Linked DNA regions of Mus musculus: all the other regions are linked to region 3. A link is a contact called in public Hi-C and promoter capture Hi-C data. All regions are on one chromosome and are shown on one strand. Each heading gives the region's core, a stretch centred on a gene start, on an enhancer-like site or on the middle of the called end of the contact. The rest is flanking DNA. Distances are from core to core; before and after follow the strand shown.

The links. Promoter capture Hi-C pulls out the DNA fragments that hold promoters and counts their contacts. Hi-C and Micro-C count contacts between places; a contact is called where the count stands out from the background.
Region 1: a promoter capture Hi-C map of liver shows a contact between it and region 3, with 2.8 times the contacts expected there. The contact joins the promoter of Fadd here to the promoter of Mapk1ip1 in region 3. A contact is called at or near these places in 2 of 39 promoter capture datasets (liver and pre-B cells) and 2 of 484 Hi-C or Micro-C datasets (CD4 T cells and CD8 T cells).
Region 2: a Hi-C map of B cells shows a contact between it and region 3, with 5 read pairs. The contact joins the promoter of Plekha1 here to the promoter of Mapk1ip1 in region 3. A contact is called at or near these places in 2 of 484 Hi-C or Micro-C datasets (B cells and CD4 T cells).

The regions. Positions count from the first base shown.
Region 1 is chr7:144,581,125-144,583,824 of GRCm38.p6, forward strand. Fadd (Fas (TNFRSF6)-associated via death domain) reads right to left here and starts at 1,317. Exons shown (of 2, transcript NM_010175.6): 1 at 980-1,317. The coding sequence starts at 1,265.
Region 2 is chr7:130,864,322-130,867,021 of GRCm38.p6, forward strand. Plekha1 (pleckstrin homology domain containing, family A (phosphoinositide binding specific) member 1) reads left to right here and starts at 1,403. Exons shown (of 13, transcript NM_001346515.1): 1 at 1,403-1,662. Gm5602 (a long non-coding RNA gene) reads right to left here. Exons shown (of 4, transcript XR_869992.3): 2 at 1,826-2,392.
Region 3 is chr7:138,844,903-138,847,602 of GRCm38.p6, forward strand. It overlaps Mapk1ip1 (mitogen-activated protein kinase 1 interacting protein 1), which reads right to left and starts at 1,365. Exons shown (of 2, transcript NM_001045483.1): 1 at 1,055-1,365. Ppp2r2d (protein phosphatase 2, regulatory subunit B, delta) reads left to right here and starts at 1,484. Exons shown (of 9, transcript NM_026391.2): 1 at 1,484-1,613; 2 at 1,710-1,802. The coding sequence starts at 1,607.

The sequences.
Region 1 (2,700 bases), core at 67-2,566, 5.7 Mb after region 3:
GCTGCCCTAACACCCCGCTCAATAGTGGGTTGGCCAAAGTCCCCAAAGCTACATCTTACACTGTGACCTTTGCTGGTTTGACCAGACACCACAAAAGATCTGTCTCTGTGCTACTCTGGAGCCCCTGCTTAGACACAGGCAAGGTGTAATCTCTGTAGGGAGCCCTGGGCAGTGGCTGAAGACCCTTTACTGGATTCCTGTAACAATAACAAACATTGGAATGCCTTGGAGATGTGAATACACAATCCATTTTCGTGTGGATCTTGCACACACCGGCAGTGGGAAGCTTTACTCCACAGGCCCTCCAGCTGCTTTGATGTTCTGTGTCACTGTAGACAAAGAGCAACGGTGACAACCAACCAGGAACTAAATAAACCTTTGCCCCTTTAAATGGCTTCTCGAGTATTTGTCACAAGTGATCAAGTGTCTAATATATGCTTAATCTGTATCTACATCCCAAGGCCAGCCTGGTGTTGCTCAGCTGTGGCTGCTATCCACTGTGCGTTATGGGGAGGCATAGCGCCTCCTCTCTACGCAAAACAGAAGTAACTGCCGATAACCAGACACTGCACTCTGGACCAGAGAGCACAGCCGCCGCGCAATCTTTCCTTGGCCAGGAAGGGCAGTCTTGGACACAGGCACTCCCACTACGGAAATGGTGCCGAGCAGCCGGCACACGTGACCTCTGCCCACTCTTCAACGCTACCCTCACTGGGGTTAAGATGCCTTAGTCACATTCACTTCTTAGCTGAGTTTTCCAACGAAGCACTGCAGGTCTGAGGCGAGTTAATACTGGGGTTGGGCAAGTGGCACGAACCCTTGGGTTCAACCTTGGCACTGCCAGTAAGAAACAAGACCTCCCAGCTTCCGGCTCAAGCGGTTGAAAAAAGTGGGCGTGCCCTAGAGTCCATCCCAGTCGGAGCCAGTGGAGGGTGCACTGAGGCCAGGCCTCCCCGCCCATTCCCCGCCCCCTGCCCACCTGCCTCCCCCGGGGGCGCAGCGGTCGCCGTCCCCGCCTCGAAGTCGTCCAGGCGCTGCAGTAGATCGTGTCGGCGCAGCGAGGCCAGCAACTCGCGCAGCAGCCCGGTGTGCCCGCGCTCCAGGTCGTTCTGCTCCAGCAGCACCGTGAACAGGTCCAGGCCACTCTGCACGCGCTCCAGCTTTCGTTTGCTCACGCGCTCGCGGCACAAGAACTTGAGCTCCATCAGATCGTTGCCCGACAGGCTGCCGGACAGCGAGTGCAGCAGCACCAGGAATGGGTCCATGGCAGTGGTACGCCGGGCTGCCCCTCAGCGATCCCACATAGGAAATCACCTTAGGCTTTCCCGCCCAGCGTCTCGCGGGATGTCCAAATCAGACGCATGCGCTTCGGATGTGGCTGTAACCGCTTCCGCCCGGGCTGGCATCCGCTGTTGTAGTAGCTTTGACAGCTGAGCTGCGTTGACTTCAGCTTACGCGCGCGTTTCTCACCCCGAGGCAGAACAGATCTTGTTCACCAGAAGTGTAACGTGGATCCTCTTGGGGCTCTGAGGAGCTGCGCAGCCCTACTGTGTGGGGGGGGGCTGGAAGAGCAGCTGCAGATGCCTACGGCTGCCAGATCATGTTCTATCACCGGAAAGAAGGAAAGAGAGAGAGAGAGAGAGAGAGAGAGAGAGAGAGAGAGAGAGAGAGAGAGAGAGATGGATGGAGTTACTTATGGGCTGGAGAGACAGTTCAGGGGTTAAGAGCACTGGCAATTCTTACAGAGGACCTTCACGAATTCAATTCCCAGCACTCACATGATGGCTTACAACCATCTGTAATTCCAGTTCCAGGGGCTTTGACATCCTCTTCTGGCAAGCACACTTGTGGTATGCTGACAAAATACTCGTACATATAAAAACCATTAAATATTCCTTGGTATATGTATGAGCATTTGTAGGTGGTTTAGTGCTCCTACAGGTCTTCAAGTGCCCACGGAGGACAGGAAAGGGCATGGATACCCCTAGGACTAGAGTTCCGTTTGGATGTGAACTCTTGTGTGGATCCAGGTTCTCCGTGAGAGCAACACAGTGCTCTTAACCGCCAATCCATTCCCCCAGGCCAATAATATGTATATTAAAATGAGTAGAAGAGAGGATTTGGAATATTGTCATCAGAAAAAGTTGATGTGTGCCGGAGGTTGTAGAGACACTAACTGCCCTGCTTTGAGCTTTCGTTAACAATACACTGATTCCACAGCCACACCCAAGTACTGCTCATGAGTTAAAAAGTGCCTGTTGCCCAAGCTTGAGGACCCATGCTCAGATCCTGGTGTCCACATAAAAAGACGAACAAGGAGGTGCCCATCTGAAACCCCAACTTTGGCAGAGACAGATGGATTCCTGGTGCTCAGTGGCCAGGCACTCTAGCTGAATGGCTGAGCTCCAGGTTAGTGGGGCGCAGTTATGCACAGCATACCCAGCAGGGTTGACTTATATTTTTTTAGATTGACTTATAATTCACCCATTTAAAGTTCAGTGCTTTGGTTGATTTTTGAGACAGGGTCTCACGCTGTAGCCCAGACAGACAGCTGAGGCTGTATAGAATGACAAATGGGGCTGGAAAGGTGGCTCGAGGTTAAGAGCGTTTGTTACTCTTCCAGAGGATCTGGGTCTGGTTGCAAACAACTATGCAGGACTGCTTACAACTGTCTGTAACTACAGACAGGGGAATCAGGGG
Region 2 (2,700 bases), core at 153-2,652, 8.0 Mb before region 3:
ATAAGACCCGTCCTGAATACGGGCCAGATGCGCTCTGACTGACCCTCATTCTTCTGTTACCGTACCTACCCTACCAGGATGAACCATGCAGACCCTCAACCTGTGAGCCAGAATAAGCCCATCCTAACTTAATTGCTTTTCTCTGTTACAGATTTGCAAACAGCCAATTCGTTATGTACATTCTAATCACTCCCAATGGAATCTCCTAGGGCTCCAAGGGCTGAAAAGCCAGGAATTTCTTTCAGATCTTCAAGCCAAGGAAAGTTAGCTCAAAAAACCTGAGAAAATCAGGTGACATTTGGATTTTTATGTGAAAACTTTTTTTAAAACTTCATCTATACATTCAGTTAAATCAGCAAAAGCCCAGTGCATGGGCCAAATGAAAGGGCTGCGCTGGCAACTCTATGGACTCTTTCAACCAGTCTGTAGATAAGGAAAGGAGTCTTCTTGCTCCCACCTGAAGAAGAGCCAGATGGCCCTCAGCAAGGCTGTGTAGCTGAGATTTCTAAGAAGGTAAGGTGCTGATCGTCTTCGATGTTGGAGATTTGAGGTGGAGAGTCAGCACGGGCAGTTTGCCAGTTCTACCCCTCCAGTCTCTCATCTAGCATAGCCTAGTTGTCCCACGTACACGACAGAGGAACCTTGTCATGAGAAAGGTTGATAAAACACTCTCAAGTGAGAGGGCATGATCCCCAGCTGTGCAGGATACAAACCCCCAAACGTTTATTGAGAGCCTCAGTGTGTGTCACTCACTGGGAAAAGTGGGGTATGTAATTCTCTCCCAGTTCTTTTGCATGTTTAAATATCTCACCTTCTTCAGGTTTCAGCTGAAATATCTCTTCCTTAGAGAATGCTGCTGGACAGGACATCCTCTCTGAAGCCTGCCTCCCTATCTCTATCTCTGAAGCTCATTCTTTTCTTCCACTTATTAAAATGTATAAGGATTGTATTTTGTAAAGGGCTAGCTCCCCTTATGAAACACAGGCTCCACGAGGGCAGGGACTTCATACACTGAGGTTGCTCAACAAATAGGCTGAATATTTTAAAATATCTCCTTGAAAGAGTTTTGAGCAATCCTTTTAAATTTCCTTGGCCTCTTGCATTAATACCACTATTTTAAGGATGAGGTGAAATTGCATTTTGAGAAAGAAATGGTTAGGAGCAAAAAACTGGTGCACAACCAGTGAATTTTATGTTTCTTGTACCCACTATGGGACAGCTTGCAAATTATCTGCAAAGGAACCAAACCTATTTTTAAAGATCCCTGTGCCTCGCAGCTCTAGGTGATGACATCAGAGAACCTCTAGTTCCACGTCCTAAGCCGAGCCTCGTGGTCCTCAAAAACTGCAAGCCCCAGGATGCAGCGCGGCATGGGGAACCCAGCGCCCCGCGCGCGGCCGCGAGCCACCACCCTGGAACTAGGAAGACGCCCGATTCCTTTGCCCGCCACGCCGCCGGGCGTGCGCGGAGCCTGTCGGGACTTGTAGTGTTCGCGGTAGGGAGTGCCCGCTCCGGAATCTCAGTCGCTGTCTGGTCTGGTAGAGGCAGCGCGTGCACGCGTGCGCAGTGCGCGGGCGGGCCGTCGTGGGCGCCGCTCCCGGCAGCTGGGTGCCTGAAGGAGCCGGGACCGCGGTGGCGCGGGTGCTCCGGGCGGAGGCCGCGGTAAAGTGGGGCATGAGGTGTGCAGCTCGGGTGTGCGTGTGTGGAAGGGGAAAGCGGGGCGAGGAAGGCAAGGCTGAGGCGGCCACCGGCTGCTGAGGGGGGCGCGGGGCCGCGCCTCCTCGCGCGTCCGCGGGCGCGCGCACCTGGGCGAGGCCGGACTCACCTGTGCGCGGGTTCCTCTGCGCCCGACGCCAGCCCTGCGGGTCCCCGCCAAGGCCCACAGCCCCTGGTGTCCTCGCTGCCGTCGCCGTGGCTCGGCCCCTGTCGGGGATCCCGGTGGCGACGCCTGTCGGAGCGGCGCGCCTCCAGGGCCGTGTCCGCCCCATCCGCGCCGCTCGCTCCCGCACAGCCCGGCTTCCCCGCGTGTGCGGACCGAGAGAGTGGCAGGGTTGGGAGTGCCCTGGCCAAGGTCAGGCGGGTGGGACCCGAGAGGCGCCTGAACTCTGGGTTCGGGACTTGGAAGAGGGCTGCCCTGCTCGGCTTCTGGTTCCTTTCGGATGCTTTCTATTGACCCTCCCGGGAGAGTGTCCGGGGAGAAAGTGGTGTCAGGTTGAAAGCGCCCTGCTGCTGTTCGCGGTGCTCCGCTTTTGGTAGAATCCTCGTTCTGCTCGACACCCAAGCTGAGGCTCCACCGAGGGCCGAGTAAATTCAGAAACTGATGTTGTCTGGGACCGAGTCCCGAGGACAGGTTTAAGGAACAGATACCAGGTAGTTTATGGCATTTCGTTTTCTAGTTCGCCTTCCCGTTCTTTCTAATACTTGCTTGGATGAGTTGGTCGTTATCTATCTTAATAAGATTTTCTGTACTCTTGTGAAGTCGTATTGCCCTTTGTAAATTAGTTTTCTAACCAGAAAAGCTTATTTCCTGTGTGTTTAATGACCGGAACAAATAGCCCACTCCAAGGTTTATACCATTGTCTTAAGACTGTAGAGTGATCTGCTCTCTAGCTTCCAGGCTTTTTACGTTGACGGCCACTGGACGAATCTGTAGCGAAGTTTAGAAGAGTGTTAAGTGACTCAGACGCTTTGGAAGTAAAA
Region 3 (2,700 bases), core at 115-2,614:
CACTACTCCATGTCTCTTATTCTTCTCCATTACTCTCATACACCCAGACACATGCAGCTCATTTTATCCTCCTACTTAACTCAGAGACAGTTCTTTCAGAAACAACCCTGAGTGCTGCTACTGATGGAAGGCCCTATTTCTTCATGACTTTCTCCAGCTCTTGGCCATAGCCAGCCCTCTCATCAGAGTTCACCCCCTGAAAACAGCTTCCTGCTCTGTCCCGGACCACCTTGCCTCCACTGCTATGACTAGCCTTCCTTGGCCACTTCTGTTCTCCCCACAGCTTCTTGCTGCCCTTTAAACACATTAGCAAGCTTAGGTGTGCTCCGTGCTTGTAAACCCAGCGCCAACGAGGTGGAACCAGACGTATTTCAATTTAGAGACCAGCCTCATGTTACATGGCAAGACCCTAATCAAAGTGTGTGTGTGCAATTGAATTAAAAATAAAACATCGGAAAGAAAAGGTCAGGGTGGCCCAGCCTGTGCACTAGCTGTTCTCATTTCTAGCAGCCGCCCAAGACGTCAGCCTGAGATTCTTTCTTATCTCCTCTAATTGCTCTCCTAAAGATACCAACTGCTCCAATCTCCTTCCCCTGCTTCTGTGTTGTATTTAACTCTAGTCCACTTAACTTTCCCCAGGTTTTTCTTATTGTCTCTTCTCCGCTGAAGAGTAAACTCCACCAGGACAGACACATCACCTCTACACAAGCAGCATCCCAGCCAAGACTGAGAATAGAAAAAGCACTTGCTAAAAGGCAAAACATTTTTGAAGTGGAGAATGCTCTGGTTTGGAACAACTGCCCTCTAGTGGTGCAGTACGCTCACTGCCAACTTCATAGTGATTTCGGATAAGTCAAGCCCACGAACAAATAATTCCTCTTCATGCTAGAAAAACACACCCACAAATAAAGCAAATGTCGAGAACGGTTCCCTAGGGGCTATACTGAGAGCTCAAAGAATCCCTGAAGTAGCACTCTGATGAGATCAGTGCTCAGAAGCTACGATCAAAGATTCTGGGGGCAAGAGAGCCTGGATGATGGGCAAAATTACGCACGCAGGTGCTGGGTTCCAGGTGCTCCGGGGATCAGAGGCCCCGCCTGCCCACGGCCGAGCGCTCTCTATTGGCAGATCCACGGAGGTTCCGCGTTCCCGTTGGCTCAGCTGTAGGAAAGGCCCAGGCCTTCGAGCATCCAGTCCAGCCGGCCGCAGAAGAAAGTCTGAGGCCTTAAGAACGTAGAGGGCGTCGCGTCCTAGCCTTGACACGACTCGAGAAGGCCGCCTCTATCTGCCAGCGGACTAGTCCAAGACACTCCTCTCCTTGGACCGCAGCGGCTACGTAGGTCCAACCTCAAGACAGCTCGCGCAGACGCAGTCGGCGCACGGTGCGCCCCCGGCAGCCCCCGCGGCACTGACCGTCGGAGGAGGCGGAGGGGGATGACGTCATCCGGCGGGGCGACGGGCATTGGGCGCCATTTTGAAAAGGGGAAAAAATTCCCTCCCCGGCGGCGGCGACGGTGGCGGCAGCGGCGGCGGCGGTGGCGGCCGGGGCTGAGCGCTCGGAGCGCCTCGGTCGGCCGCGCTCGGCTGGGCGCGTCCCGCCCGCGCCATGGCAGGTGAGGGCCGTGCGCGAGCGAGCGAGCGGGGCGGGCGGGCGGACTGGACGGTGGTGGGGCGGGGCGGGGCCGGCCTGACGGCGCGCTCTGTTGCAGGAGCTGGAGGCGGCGGCTGCCCGGCGGGCGGCAACGACTTCCAGTGGTGCTTCTCGCAGGTGAAGGGCGCTGTCGACGAGGACGTGGCGGAAGGTGAGGCCCGACCGACACCCCACCCCAACCCCCGAGCCCCGCAAGGTCATGCTCGCTCAGCCGCCGGTCCGGACGCGGCCGCCTTTGCCCGCCTGACCGGCGTTGTCCCGGGAGACCCTCGGCCGGCCAGCGGCTGAAGAGAGGGAGGGGTGTCCGTAGGGAGACGGCTGCGGACGCGGGGCTGGGGAGAGACTGCGGCTGAGTCCCGCTTCGGGGATCTGTTGGGGAGACGGCGGTGGACGCTAGCCTTGGGAGGCTATGGGGATGATGGCCATGACGCCGGCCTCAGGGGTCGGTGGGCACAGATGGCCATGGAGGCCAGCCTCGGGAGGCTATGGGGAGACGACCGTGGACGCCGGCCTCGAGGGTCTGTAAGAAGGTAAGGCCGGGGCAGAGGTATCGAGCCATGTAAGGAAGATGCGGCCACAGGTCTTTGGAGTCTGGGGTGTATAACGATCTTAAATGCATGTCTCACTAGCGTCTGTACGGAGTGAAGAAAAAGGACTGTAGACACTAGGCAGCGACCCCGGGATTCCGCTAGGAGTTGGTACCACGGGGTGAGGTGAGGTCCATTTTTGTGAAAGGAGAGAGATAGGGGGGCATGGCAGTTGATCTTGAGGCCCTGTGGGGTAAATCAGGTCCCAGACACTAATGTGGGAGCCCATGCAATATAAAGGGTCTTTCATCTATCTCCCTGGCACCCGTATAAGGTGGAAGGAGAACCATGCAGGGTTATCAGTCTCCGGGGGCCCATGCTGGACTGGACTCAGGACGGGATGGAGCACCGAGTGCTCTGGATACCCTGTTTGTGGTCGTAGGTGTGCTAGTCTGTCCAGTCCAATCTCTGGCCAGGTAGACGTCGGTCAGCCCTGGATCTCCACCTCTTGTTGTTGAGCAA